3 separate regions of the Sus scrofa genome follow, and all the other regions are linked to region 1. The links are chromatin contacts, called in public Hi-C maps. All regions are on one chromosome and are shown on one strand. The core of a region is the stretch at or near the end of the contact, and the rest is flanking DNA. Distances in the headings are between cores, read along the strand shown.

What was found. A called contact is a pair of places that touch in the nucleus more often than the background predicts.
Region 2: a Hi-C map of embryonic fibroblasts shows a contact between it and region 1, with 17 times the contacts expected there. The contact joins the enhancer-like site here to the promoter of GJA1 in region 1. A contact is called at or near these places in 19 of 47 Hi-C or Micro-C datasets (adipocytes, alveolar macrophages, brain and 13 more) and 1 of 2 datasets of contacts at active chromatin or transcription factors (skeletal muscle).
Region 3: a Hi-C map of fetal skeletal muscle shows a contact between it and region 1, with 2.1 times the contacts expected there. The contact joins the promoter of HSF2 here to the promoter of GJA1 in region 1. A contact is called at or near these places in 5 of 47 Hi-C or Micro-C datasets (embryonic fibroblasts, fetal skeletal muscle, fibroblasts and 2 more).

What each region holds. Positions count from the first base shown.
Region 1 is chr1:40,998,823-41,003,551 of Sscrofa11.1, reverse strand. It overlaps GJA1 (gap junction protein alpha 1), which reads left to right and starts at 1,423. Exons shown (of 2, transcript NM_001244212.1): 1 at 1,423-1,587.
Region 2 is chr1:40,367,258-40,371,645 of Sscrofa11.1, reverse strand. No RefSeq gene overlaps it. Among named protein-coding and RNA genes, the nearest start is that of HSF2, 190 kb to the right of the region's middle. Within about 2 kb of position 1,810, at least 4 of the 83 cell types and tissues checked have an H3K27ac peak or open chromatin away from gene starts, as enhancers often do. A contact at or near this core is called in omental adipose tissue, where this site is marked.
Region 3 is chr1:40,177,382-40,182,210 of Sscrofa11.1, reverse strand. It overlaps HSF2 (heat shock factor protein 2), which reads left to right and starts at 1,903. Exons shown (of 13, transcript XM_005659227.3): 1 at 1,903-2,127. The coding sequence starts at 2,035.

The DNA of each region.
Region 1 (4,729 bases), core at 174-2,673:
GAAAGTTAGAGTACAACTTCTATTTCTTTTTTCCTCTTCCTTAACATAAAGAAAAATGTACCCTTAGAAACAGAATAGCCAGCAAATGAAAGAGCAAAATTGTGTATTAAAACTACAACCTTTCAAAAAGTGCCTTATTAGTCATTTCAATGAAATGAAATTTAGGCAAAGGTATCTATCAGAAAATACTTCCTATCCTACTTGTTTTTTTTTTTTCCTCCTAGTATTTGTATTAGTAAGGAGTATCCCCGCTGGATGAGTTTGCTTTATTTCCAGAGAATAATGCCCAAGAGAGTTCCCTGCCCAACCCCAGGAGCATCACTGAAGCCAGTTTATGAGGAACTCTCCTACCACAGCCCTCTAGTGTAGCCTCTGAACAGACCTCAAAGGACCCGGCCACTCTGAGACTGAGGACACATGACTCAGGCTGTTATAAACCCTAGTGCAGACTGTTGAAGAGGGAGGGCCCTGGAAGTGGTGGAAAAGCACATAAAAACTATACCCAGATCTCTGTGGTCAGCAGCAGAAAACTCTCCAGTGGGTTTTAAGGAGAGAGATGGTCTCAAGGAAAGCTGAGAGTTTCGGGCCTTAACATTTGAATTTTCCATAAAAAATATCCTGACATTTCACTACAAAAGAGAGTTCATTTTTGGCATGAATGGGGCTAGGATATTATAAATTTTCAGTTCCCCAGAGATTTGGTAGAGGTCAGATAGGAAGATTTAACAGTCAAAAAGTATTATAATACAGTTATGAATATAAATATATATATTTTTTGCAAAACTGTGGGAAAGAATGAAATTTAAAGCAGTCAAGGAGTTGAGAGGTGGATTTGGGATGGGCATACCATCCTAAAATGTTCGTTTTTCAAATTTCTCAATCCCATCTCCATTTCCTTTGTTAATTGTCCCTTTAAACTAAGAGGGGAGGAATTAGCTCATCAAATAACTCACTCACACCCACCTTTACACACACCTTGGCCAATAGGAAGTTTGCCCTGGCTGTACACTTTTCCACCACTTTAATTTAGTGTAATATATACATATATTACAGGAAATAAAATCTTAGAAAAGGTAGTAATAATATAAAATACATTACTTTTTATTATCCCTGGACTTTGGGTGAAAAAAGCACTAACTAAAACCCGTAATTGTTACTGTAAGAAGTAACTACAAGTAATGGCATTCAGGTCTCTAATGCCATTTCATGTCTCTCGTCAGCAGTTTTAAAGTTGGACTTCATCTGGACCTAGCTACTCCTCTGCCTCTTCGCCCGCCCCACCCCTCTCGGCTGCCGGCCTCCTCGCCACTCTCCCGCCCGCCTTTCCTCTTCCCCACCCCTTTCTCCTAGCCCCTCCTCCTTGTTGAGTCAGTGGCTTGAAACTTTTAAAAGCTCAGTGCTCCAAGTAAGAAAAAAGCTTTTACGAGGTATCAGCACTTTTCTTTCATTAGGGGGAAGGAGTGAGGAAAGTACCAAACAGCAGCAGACTTTTAAACTTTAAATAGACAGGTCTGAGTGCCTGAACTTGCTTTTTCATTTTACTTCATCCTCTGAGGCGTGCCTACTTCACTTCTTTTAAGGGAAAGAGTAAGTTTTCAAAAAGGACTTTACCTATTTCTTTCTTTTTCTACAATTAAAACTTTGCTAAAGTTTTTTAAAGTGTTAAATGTAGCTTTGATATGATATAAAGGGAATGATGAACTTGAAATGTCTAGTTTTAAAGTTAAAATGGAACTTACGGTATTTATTTTTTGACTGTTAAAAAGTTATCTTTTAATAATGCAACAGGTAGATAAGATTCATACCTTTCTGGATATTTGGTTGGTTCCTCATTTTAGAGTAGAATTTCACTTTTTTTGGTAATTAGTAATAGTCTAGACGCTTTGTAACTTTTGGGGTGGGGTGTGGTTTGGGGGGCCTAGGTTGGGGGTTTGACTGGCTACAACGAAAAAAATCAAAGTGCAAAGATGCCTAGAGTGCTTGCTATAGAATTCTACGCTTTGTGCTTTTTCATATGGAAATCTTGATTGATGTTCTCTAGCCTTGAAAAGCAGACTTCTTAACAAAGTGCTTTGTTAAGACCTTGCGGTTACTTGACTTCCACGTGGTCTCTTCGTAGAATTTCCCCCGGTAAACAAAAAGGTGTAAAAATACGGGTTGTAATGCTGAGGTTCTTAAAGCAACAGTAAAGAGTTAACTTTGTGTTAGCCGCCACTAGGGAAAAATCTTGAGACCCTCAGGGAAGCCACCTTTGACTCGACCACGTTGGCAATTCAGGAGGTGAAATCTCTTGAATGCCTGCCTGCTCGTTACTTACAAAGCGTTAAGTTAGGGCGAGAACAGAAGTTTAGAAAAGAGTGCATGTCAGGGTGCATTTTCAAAACGGTCTCCTAAGACAGGGGCTCCTAGAGAGAATATGAAACGAAATTTCTTAAGACAGCGCCTTAGAGGGAGCTACCGCCCCCCCCCCAACCCCGACACACACACACGCGCGCGAGCGCGCACACACACACACACACAAACACACTGCCACCACCTTCTGCTTGTCCGAACCTGCCACACACTAAAGAGCTCTGGGGCAACTTTTTTGAGTTTGAGCCGCCAGGGTGCTGCCAGGAGGCAAAGATAAAGACGATTTGTCATTTTTAAAGGTTCAATTTCTTACATGCTCTTGTGAGTAACCCACATTCTTTTAGCCTGAAATGCAGCCATGCATTTTCGTGCCCGGTAAGGATTTTGTCTGTTCTAATTCCAGGGACTGAAGTAATTAGTTTAAATTCTTGCTGTGACCCTACAGTTTGAAGTATTTGCACCAGAGAGTGCTCAAAAGCACATAAAAATGAAAGCTTTGGGGAAGGAGGACGGGGGCCTGGGGCCGGGCGGGCGCGGGGTGCCTCCTGCCATTTTAGCATCCGCCTGGCTCGCCCCGGCTCCTGGGCTGCCCCGGCCTCCAGGTTTTGGAAAGGTTTGCGGATATTTCCCTCAAATGCTTAAAAGTTAAACCCAGTGCAGGTCTGAGTTCCGCCACTGGAAGGGAAGGGGTGGGAGCGGTGGAGGTGGGTTTGAAGGAGATGGACATCATGCCGAATGGTAAAAGAATAGCAAATGATTAATTGAATTAAATGTGTCAATCTAATTTCCCTTTTCTCTCACCGCCATCCGCAGTGCCCTTTTTTTCTTTTTCTTTTTTTCCAAACCTGTTGAATCCTAGTGTGTAAGCCATGACGAGGAAACCTGAGTACCTTGGAAATTAATGTGTCTAAATGACACTTGTAACTCTTCAGTAAGTTCTCGAAATTTCCTAAGAATCCGGGGGTGGGGAGCGGGTAGGGGAGCGCAGAGGAAGCCACGTAATGAAATGAGTAAAGACCTAATGACATGTCCAGGAGTAAATCAGTACAGAATTTGGAAATTCAACTTTTGAGTTCCTAGCAGCGGATCGACCACAGTATCCTACTGATTAGCCCTCCAGATGTTTACAGAGCATCTCCCATAAAGTTTATCAAAAGCCCTCCTTGAGCAACCTCATCCTTATCCTAAGGTTGCCTGTACTCCCAGAGTACAAAGAGGAGCACTATAAACTTGGAAAAATAGACATTGTTGCATTTGGAGGTGGGTTTAATTTCTTCTGCCTTCCAAACCAAGTTAGTAATAAGAAGATGCTTAATCTCACCCTCTGAAAATTAGGCACATTTGAATTTAGTCTAAAATGAAGAGGCAATTTGAAGAGTAGATTATGAAAATTTTTCCTAAAGCCTAACTTTTGAACAAGGATTCTTGAAAATAAAATCCTGTAGTAATAGAGATTTAATTAAATTAGCCCTGTCCCTAAAATAGAAATAAGCCACTTAGGTAGAAAATACTTCAGGGAAAGAGTAATTCTTCTAGGTAGGCCGAGTTGCCAGAACGATGGCAATGGTAGAAAAACATTTTGTCGTGGCAAGATGTTTGTGTTGTGCTTAGTAGTTCTCCAAGTCAGGGTGTGGTTGTCACCCGTCCTTTGCTTGGAAAATGCTTTGATAATGCTTTAATTCTACTCTCTTCACTGTTTAAACATGTTCCCATTTTTCTACTACCTTTTATAGTTGATCACCACAGCTGCCCCAAACACTCAATTCCTCACCCTTTACAGTACAATTCCTACATTGCTGGCCCTTCCCAGGAAACAAAGTTCCAAGCAAGCATCCGAAAGGGTGTGTTTTCAGATACTGAGAGTTGTTTTGTTACTGAGATGTTTTCAATTCCTGAGTAGAGAAGGATGGAAAACTCATGATATGGTGCATTCCTTCATTTCTCTGATGATATCCAGAGGTGTAGCTTGGTTTGAGCCTCAGAGCCTCTGTACATGATACCCGAGGGAAGGGAATGATAGGAAAGTCACCAGTGATTAATACCTTCTACTCCACCTTTCCTGTTCTGACTTCCCTTTGAGCTTCTCAGTTGTTGGAATAGATTGTGGAAGCGTATGCACACACAGTTCAGATTTGGGGAGAAAAGTTATTTATTAATTATTAATTACATAGTGTTTACCATTAATGTCAATATTCAGTGTAGATAAGTCAAGTTAAAAAAAAGTCCCCAGAGTTTCTCCTCCATGGGAGACTTTTTTTTTTTTCTCGCTTTAGATTACTACCTAAATTCTCCACTTTGCCTGTCTAGGCTCACCATTTGGCTATGTATGTACATACTGTCTTTTGCCAAAGTTAAAACCCAAACCATGGTGGGCCGT
Region 2 (4,388 bases), core at 561-3,060, 630 kb after region 1:
TAGTTTGAGCATCAACACTGCCCTTTAGCTATTTCCCTCTGCTCAGATTTGGACAATTGACACACATGGAAACAAAAGAGGCTAACACTCAGGCAAATGTTTTAGAGGTCTGGAACATTCACATGGAAGCTAACATTTAAATCTACAACTAATGTGAAGTTTTAGGAACTTCAGTCTTTCAATTACTATAGTTCATCATACAACAAATTTAGGTAAACTTAAGGAGCTAAAAGCATGGGCTTTGGAATCAGAGACTTAGAATCCTCATTTTGTCTCATAAAGTAACTTAGGATAAATTTATAAATCTCTCTAGATCTCTGTTTTTCCCTCTATTAAAAAAAAAGTATTAGTTACCTTGTGAGATGTTTTGAAGATTAAAGATTATACATTTTTCAGAACTGAGCATTGCCTGGTACAGAATAGATGCTCATTATTCTATTATATTTATTACTCATTCTTACTCTTATAAATGGGCTAACTTTTAAGAAGACTTCAGAGAAGTGTTGGAGATATAATTCTGGTTTAGCAAGCAGACAGCAATGCCAGCCACTGCTAGGTGGGCAGGCAACCGCTGATCTTTACCAGAAAGCCCTGTGGTTGCTGAATGTTGGCTCCCAACACTAGCCCACACTTCAGCTAATGGAAAAAGCTCCCCTGATAAATGTTACTAATGTTTCTAACGTGCCCACTAAGTATTGGAAGAGAAATTCCAAGAGCTCTTCCAAATCTAAACAAAATTATTGGATTTGATTCAAACGAAAAGTCTGTTCATTACCAAACTGTTTGAATCAATCCCCAGAACACAGAGCAAAATGGTTTTATTCGTTTTAATTAGGAGTCTCTTTTTGATGCCTGTGTCATCTAACAGCAGGGGCCTAAGGAACACTTCCTTGTTAGTCAATAAAGCTGAAAGCTACAAAGCATTCATAAAATTCAGACTCCAGCTCTCAGCAATCATCAATCTCTAGATTTAATAAACTTTCTAACCAGAGTCTTCATTGCCAGTATAATGAGTGACCAGTATACACTCTCAATGAAACAGCATTCTTTGTCTAGCAATACACTGATTCTGACAGATGGAAAAGGCCAACACAGAGGAGACTCTGAGGGGAGTTGCTGAGAAGTTAGCAGTATTGACTATTAAACTAAACACCATTCATCTACACACATACTGTGAAAGGTCTGAAAAATCATGTTATTCTTCTCATATTCCCATTCCAGCATACACATTTAATTTAACATAGAAGGTCTTCAGAGATCTGAATCCCTGGTCTTTCTAACATTCTGTGTACCATTTGGACAAAACAGAGTATAAGGAATAATCACTCTTTCCTTCTATGTGCCTAAGGACAATGAAAAGATCATGTATTCATATCAGCCCTTGTGTGGTACATTTGGATTGGAAATTAGAGTTGTTTTCTACTTATTTATTGCTTTGAATACTGTGTACAGAATAGAAAGAAAAGGCAATAGAAGTTAAACAAATGACTTGCCAACTTGTGTCACACCTTAATTATTAGTATAATTTATCTTTTGCCATTTCAGTGTCATTTTCACCTTACACTGTGATAGCTGGAAAGAATGATCTTCCAAACATCAGGCTGATGTTAATCAGAGGAAATTATTCCCCAAAGAAAATTCAAGACCGTTAACCTTAACTAACTCTTGCAAACTAGCATAAGTAAGTTTTCAGTCACTTCAAGTAGAATTCTGCCACTCTCCCTGGTCCCGTTCAGCATTGACAGGAATGCAGTGTTAGCAGTAGGACGCCTGTCCACATAGTCCTCTGCTCACAGCCTGCTCCAGCCACTCCATGATGAGCCATTACTGAGGGTAGATGTGTTTCCTTATGCTCGCATGGGAAAGGAAGGAAGTGTCCTGTCTGCTAAGTTCACTGCTGCTGCAACCCTTCATAGAGGACAAGGAGAAAGGCTTTCATGTGTCTGGAGACAGGGCTAGGGGATGGGGAATTCTTGAGTGGGGGAGTAAATAAGCTGTGAGTTGAAACATGTTTATCCCAAAAGAAGGAAGATAATAATAAGAAAGGCGGGAAAACAATGCAAATGCAGTGATTTGTATGCTAATAGTACCTGCTGTTTTATGACCATCACAAGTAGTGCAAACTTCCACAAGTGAGATACAAAATGAGCCAATTTTTCAGAAAATACCAACATAAGCGGGGACTGATTTTGAAATGAAAGGGAAGAAAAAAAAATGAAATGCTCTGAAAAATTTCCAAGTTTTTGATAATTGTATTTTGTGACTAAATAAAGAATAGTTTTTCAACAAAAAGATTTTTGTCAAGACTTTGTTGAATAAACACTAAAGTAAGTATACATAAAATTTGAGATGTGAGCAAAAATATATTCACAAAGTGTTAACTTCAGATTAACTTATAACAGTAAAAAACAAGAAACATTTTAATGTCCAAACCATTGCTGATTAAGAAAATTATACACTCCAATATAATGGAATAATATGAAGCCATTAAAAAGTTATTCACAAAGTTTTTATTTATATGGGGAAATACCCATAAGGTAAATAGGAAAAGTAATGTGAAATAGAAAAATCAATATTTTTGATGAGAGTCAAATTGTTCTGCTAAAGAAAGTGGGAGCACTTGTTTTCTTTCTCTCCTGGGAAAGTAAAATTGAGAAGAGAAGGGAGGAAAGATAGTAGGAGAAAGAGCCAAATAACATGAGACAATCACCCAGGAACTTTAAAGAACAAGAATACCTAATATTCGATTTTAGGATCACTTTGCCAAAGTAAACCTGTTTGGCCCTCTAAGACCTCACTTAAGAGTCTGACATAAGCAGAGTCCTTGTGAAAGAGGGGTGTTTGAGAGAAACTCAAAGCCAGATAGTGATTTCACTTATGAGTCAAAGCTTGGAGAGATATAAAGAACTTCAAATGTGAATTTGCTAGAGGCGGTAAGCTGGAGCCTGAAGTGACCATGACACTTGGGAAGGGCCCTAGATTTTCAAAAGAGCATGTGATACAAAACCCTATAGTGAGCAAGTGGTAGAGCCAAATCTGTGAATGCTCTTAATACAGTAGTTATCTTTTTTCCCACTCAATCGTGCATGCGTGAGATTTCCAAGGCATTTTTTTTTTTAAGGGAAATGACTACTTTGATCATTAGGAGAAGCAGCAGTAAAGCATTGAAATGAAGACATTTCAGTACCCACATGAAGGGACCTTTCAGAAGCTATCCAGGGACACTTGGGCAATACCCATGCCTACAGATCGAGTGGCATATAGTATATCATGTGGTTGGAAAGGAAACCCAAAAGAGAGCAAGCAAAACAAGACAATTCAGACCCAGGAAAGAAAAGTCAGCATCAGAGAAATCAAACAGAACATGTCTACATCTTTCAAAGGAACAGAAATATATGGGAAATACAGAAGATGCTGTAGTTGATTACTGCCATTTGGTAATAATCATGGAGTGTTTTACTGAGAAAGGCCCTATGAGAACTGCTTAATGTACATTGTTTCCTTTCAATATCTCAATAACATCAATGTTGTAGCTATCACTCCTAATTAACAAACAAAAAAAGAAGATGTACACAAGGACTCAGTAATTTAGCCAGTGCTACTCAGATATTAAGTGGTAGAGCAGGATCTGAACCCAGATAGTCCAACTCTAGATCTGCAAAAAAACAATGACAGTGACTTACTATGTGCTGGGCACTGTGTTAGAGGTCCTGCATGGATTACCTACATAATCCACAAAACAACCTCTTGAGGTAAGTGCTATTATTATTTATATTTATGGGCAGTAAACCCAGGTCATCCTAGCGTACAAGGAAAAGTAACTTACTGATTCACAATTTATCATAACTTATGGTGCCAAAATCTTTTTATTCTTCCATTTGAACATAAACTTTGAGGCCCACAGGCAAAAGACACACTATCATTATCATAAACCTATTTACTATTTGTATAATTATATATTTATTCATTTAGAGGACATTGTATAATAACCAGATGTTACTGTCTTCCATGGTAAACATGGGAACTGACTTTCAGGCAGGAAATTTATTTCATCATATCAAACTTGTTTAGATATACTTGCATCATTTTACTTACCTGTTTATGATTCATGGTTGCAATAAGCAGTTATGGCTCAAGTGATTTCAACTGATTTTAATATTACCCGACATAAAACATCATTAAAGTGAAACATTTTGTGGAGTCGTTGGAGGTACTATGAGAAAAATGGAAAAGAAGGAAAGAAAAAAGGAGAACATTTTAAAAATTATGTTTCCCAAAGCCAAAGTCAGGTTGTGGGAATAACTGAAGTTTGAGCTGTAGAGATGTACTTCATTTCAGATGACCAGAGCACCCCCTGGTGAACAATGTTAATATTTCACAATTTTTTC
Region 3 (4,829 bases), core at 654-3,153, 820 kb after region 1:
TAGATTGTGCTTATTAATTTTCCCATCTTTGCTCAGTGTTATGGGATAGTTTTTAGCTATTGAAATGCATTTTTACTTCAAGACCCAACTTAAGTTATCCATCTTCTAAGTCTTGCCTTACTACCTTAACTCATTTAACTCTTGTCTTTCTAAACTTTTCAGTACTTGTTTTATGATATAAATTTAGATCTTTTTAAAAATATTAGTAACTGCTGGTCATTGTGTTCCTCTTGTTTCTTAAGTCAGAGTATGAACATCTGAAGTAGAGATGGGCTTTTGACGATGCAGTGTCATCATCATACAATGAAAAGAGGATGGGCTTTTGAACTCAATAAAGCCTGGCTGTAAACACTCCCTCTTGTTTACTACCTATAATATAGGTAAATTCACTTTGAGTCTCAGAATTTTCATTGGGAAAATGAAGTAAGACCTACTGCACTGGGTTGTTAGGAGGATTAAATTATATATGTAAATCCCTGGGCATATATAAATGCTCAACAAATATTAATTGATTTGTGGAATGTCTCCCTCCATACATTTGATTTTATTTCAGCAAACATATCATTGATGAACACAAAGTTAGTATTCAATATTAGCTCTTTGGAAATCGTGTGTATTTTATTTTTTATTGTATTAGACGTACCTAGGAAATAAATCTATTCTATGTTGAATTTCATATAAACTGTAATTGTTACCTCTAACTTGTTAGTAAATTCTTTTTTTTAAGGCCACACCCATGGTATATGGAAATTCCCAGGCCAGGAATTGAATCCAAGCTGGCAGTGACCGGAGCAGAAGCAGTCATACTCTTTGCCCACTGCCCTGCGATGGAAACTCAGTTTGTAAACTCTTATACTTACATTCTGACTTTTGCAAAAAAAAAATTTCTGTACATTTATTTTGTACAATTTTTTTGTACAATTCTTTATATATTCAAAGTATTTTCACACCTACTATATTATTAATGTTATCTCACAGGGGTGAAAGAGTTTTACTCCTAATAAAGAGATGGTAAATATTGGCACAGACAGATTAAGGGATTTCTCTAAATTACATACTACCAGTAAAATCTAATATCCATTAATGTTTCCTAAATCAGATATGCTGACTCCTTCTGTAATATTTTCTCCACTATACCAAATCTGTAAAGGACATAACACAAAAAGGACAATTATTTTAAGAATATACCTGTAAATTATCTAACGGAACAGTTATTTTGATTGAGACGCTTTCTTTTTATGCTGACCACATAGTGAGCATTCTGTGTCTGTCAAATTAAACAGCATGCAAGGTGCCTATTACAATTCTTGATTCACTGTAGTATGTGTTCAGTAAAGAGTGAGTTATTAAATTCCTCTTTTTGATAAACGCATTCTAAAGGAACAATTTTTTCCCAATGAAAATTAAAAGACAAGGTTCATTATTTTCAAGACCGTTTCAACTTCGGGCCTAGCAAATCACGCTTAAAAGCTGTTTTTCCCGCATGTGAATTATTACTCTCCTTCCCCCTGCCTGACCGAGGCAACCACACTTTGCCTACCAAACTTATGACTCAAAGGCCCCTGAGGACTTTTTGTAGCCTTCCAGCCAAAACCCAAGCACCCAAAGCCGCTTCCACGTGAAACAACCAAACACACTCCCCTGCCCCTAAGGTCAGCTACAGCGAGAGCTTCTGTATAAAAGGCGAATGAAAAGGCAGCGCCCCCCTTTTAATCCCACCCCTCCACGTCTGCAGTATCCAATCACTTTTCTTTGTCGTGAGTTCAGCGCCTGGGATTGGCTGCGAACGGAACCGGCGCGGGACCAGTGCGCACAGGCCGAGCGGGGAGACTTGTCCATCACGTGCGGCCGCCCGGCCACCCCGCCTCACTGCACGCCTGGCGGGGCCGGGGGGGCGGGGCCCGGGAGCTGCTGCGCCTGCGTTGTGGGCGTTCTCGGGGAGCAGCTGCCGCCGCCGCCACCGCCGCCGCCGCCGACGCCGTCGCTACCGCCGCGTTCGGGTGTAGAATTTGGAATCCCTGCTCCTCGTTAACAATGAAGCAGAGTTCGAACGTGCCAGCTTTCCTCAGCAAGCTGTGGACGCTTGTGGAGGAAACCCACACCAACGAGTTCATCACCTGGAGTCAGGTAAGGGTGAGGGCACGGCGGCCTCCGAACCCCCTGACTAACCTCCTCTCTCGCTCGCTCCAGCGGGGTTGTCTCTCGCGGCCTGCGGCTCGACTCCCTCTGCGAGGCCCGCGGCGCGGGGGATGGCGGGGTGGCGCGGGCCTCGGCGTGCGGCCTCGCGGGGGACCCCGGTATTGTTCGCTCGGGTAGCCGCCGGGGTCCGGACCGGCGCCGCTGGCTCAGGCCGCGGTGGGGGAGGGGCGGCCCGCGCGGGGCGCCGCTGCCCGGGAGACCCCGTAACGGTCCGGCCAGGCGGCGTTCGGAACCCGGCCTGCTGAACGCGGGCGGCCGATGAGACGCGGGGGCCACGTTACTGCACACTCATCCTCCGTCCTCCCGCCCGGCTCGCGGGCTGTAGCTCAATGAGGGCACCGGCAGCTCTGCCCGAGATCTTCACCGCGGGGTTTTTCTGAGGCGGTCGTTACCACCGCGACCTGATTCTTGCCCCCAAAACAGACACTCAGCGCGCCTCGCGCATCGGCTCTTTAGGACAGCAGTCAGAGAAGGAGGCAATTGTGTAAACGCAGGTTCCTGCTTATCAGGAGGTTTAAAAATATTATATAGAAAATGGTACATTATTCACGGGAGATCCCGAGCCATTGATATAAGCGCATTTTTAGGATTATTTTAATAAAAGTGTCCACAGACAGGTGTTCAGTAACAGAGTGAAGAGCTAAATTTCACCGGACGGTTGCCAGCAGTGTGGTGTATAGATGCCGTGATCATTGGTTAGATCCTAATTGTGCCACAAAACAAGGATGACCTTAATCAAGATCCCTGTCTTGTCTGGCCCAAGTGTCATCCTCCGTAAGATGAACGGGTTGCTTAGGTGATCCAAGACCCCCTTTAGTTCCAAATGCTAAGATTCTAATTAGAGTGATTATTACATAAACTGCGCTTACGTTAGAATACACTCTTAAGCTCTTGGAATCATTTTGTGAAGGGGAGCGGAGTTTTCTTACTGTAGATCATCTGTTTGGGATGTTATCTTGTTTAGAGGTCTGGAAAAAAGTGAAAACTACCTGCACAATGCCTAGCACCTGTTAAGTGCTGAGTAAATGTTTCCTTTTCTTCTCCCTTTCTTTTCGGTTCCTTTCCTATTATAGGAACCTTAAGTTTTATTACTTAACTTTTATGGTAATAGGGAGCACTATATTGAGTATGTGAAGTTTTGACTACTATAACAGCATATTCTGCCTTATATTGCTGTCAGTTTTTAATTTTCTTTATCTCCCTCTAGGACTCAGTTTTCTTGAAGGTCAGTATCATCGATTGAATGTTGTTTGTTAAACATTCGATGAGTTCTGTAAAGTTGTACTAAGAATGGTGAAAATAAGGAATCCAGTCACCAGTATACACTTAAAAATAAAAAATGTCTCATGCTCTTCATCAGTCATAAGGATTAAAAGTTGACAAGAATGGATCAGCACAGATTGCTATTACTCAGCAGAGTTAGGGTTTGGACTAAGAGTCTCCCCACTCCCAAGCTGACTTTTATCATACCTATCTTGTTTTTATTGCCTAGGAATGGTCCCTAAATATATTTGTAATTGGTTTTAATTAAGGGATATTTTGTCAGTGGCAGGTCTAATAAGATCTGATAGCCAAAATATTTTAAAATATTCTTCTTTAATGGGCAATATCAAATGTGGAGAGTTTCATACTAATCCATAAGTGCATCACTTTATGAATTCTAACTGAAATAAGCCACTTAAAATCACTCTTACTTTTCCCATTTTTTAAGTCTAAACTTATGTTTTAGCTATTTATTTTGTAAAACATAATAGGACAATTAAAGTATAAATTCAATGAAGGCAGGGAATGTATTTGTGCCAAGGGACCCAGTAGGTACTTAATAAATGTTTGATGAAGCAGTGAAATTCTTGGAATAAGTAATGGAAATGAGGAATGATAAAGTTAGAATTAGGCTTGAAAATCTCCAAGATCATCTGGTTTGGTCTTAGCCTTATGTGGATGAGGATTTGAGGCTTAGACAGGTTAGATTATTTATCTATAATTACAAAGCTGTCCATTATTGGAGATGGGACTCTAACATAGATTTCTGACCTCTCAAATTATTTTTCCACCAATAGCAGTACACTTAATACAGGTTATCACAGTATTTAGTTTTATACCAAAATGTTTCCCCTCCACAAGTCAGTGGACAATTCTGGATTAATTTTGTCTAGGGCTAAGCTTAGTTGTGTAGGGAAACTGTTTTACTCTCCCACAGATTTTTCCAAAAACAGGGTTAACAATGAAAGGTAAAACTTTAGTTGAACAATGATGTTAGATGGAAAAACCAAAATAATTTACTCTCATCTCTTTTAAGATGCTACTTACGGTTGTTTCTGGTTTCTTTCATACTTGTTTTGCTGGACTTCTGTTGAGGTAATTTAGCATTTATACTATCTGAGTGAAAATCATATTAAGACCTTTAAGAAGTAGCAGATGTTTTGGAAACCAGGCAGTCTTTTATGCAATTATTTTCACTTATGAAAAATAATTTATTTCTCTAGCTTTAATATAAGGAAAGGGGAGAAAAGTCTTACCAACTGCAATTTGAAAAGCTTAGTTTAATATTCCTGAAGAATTATATTTGTAATAGGACAAAAATGAAACAGTACCCCTATCCACATCATTGATTACAGAATTATAATCTT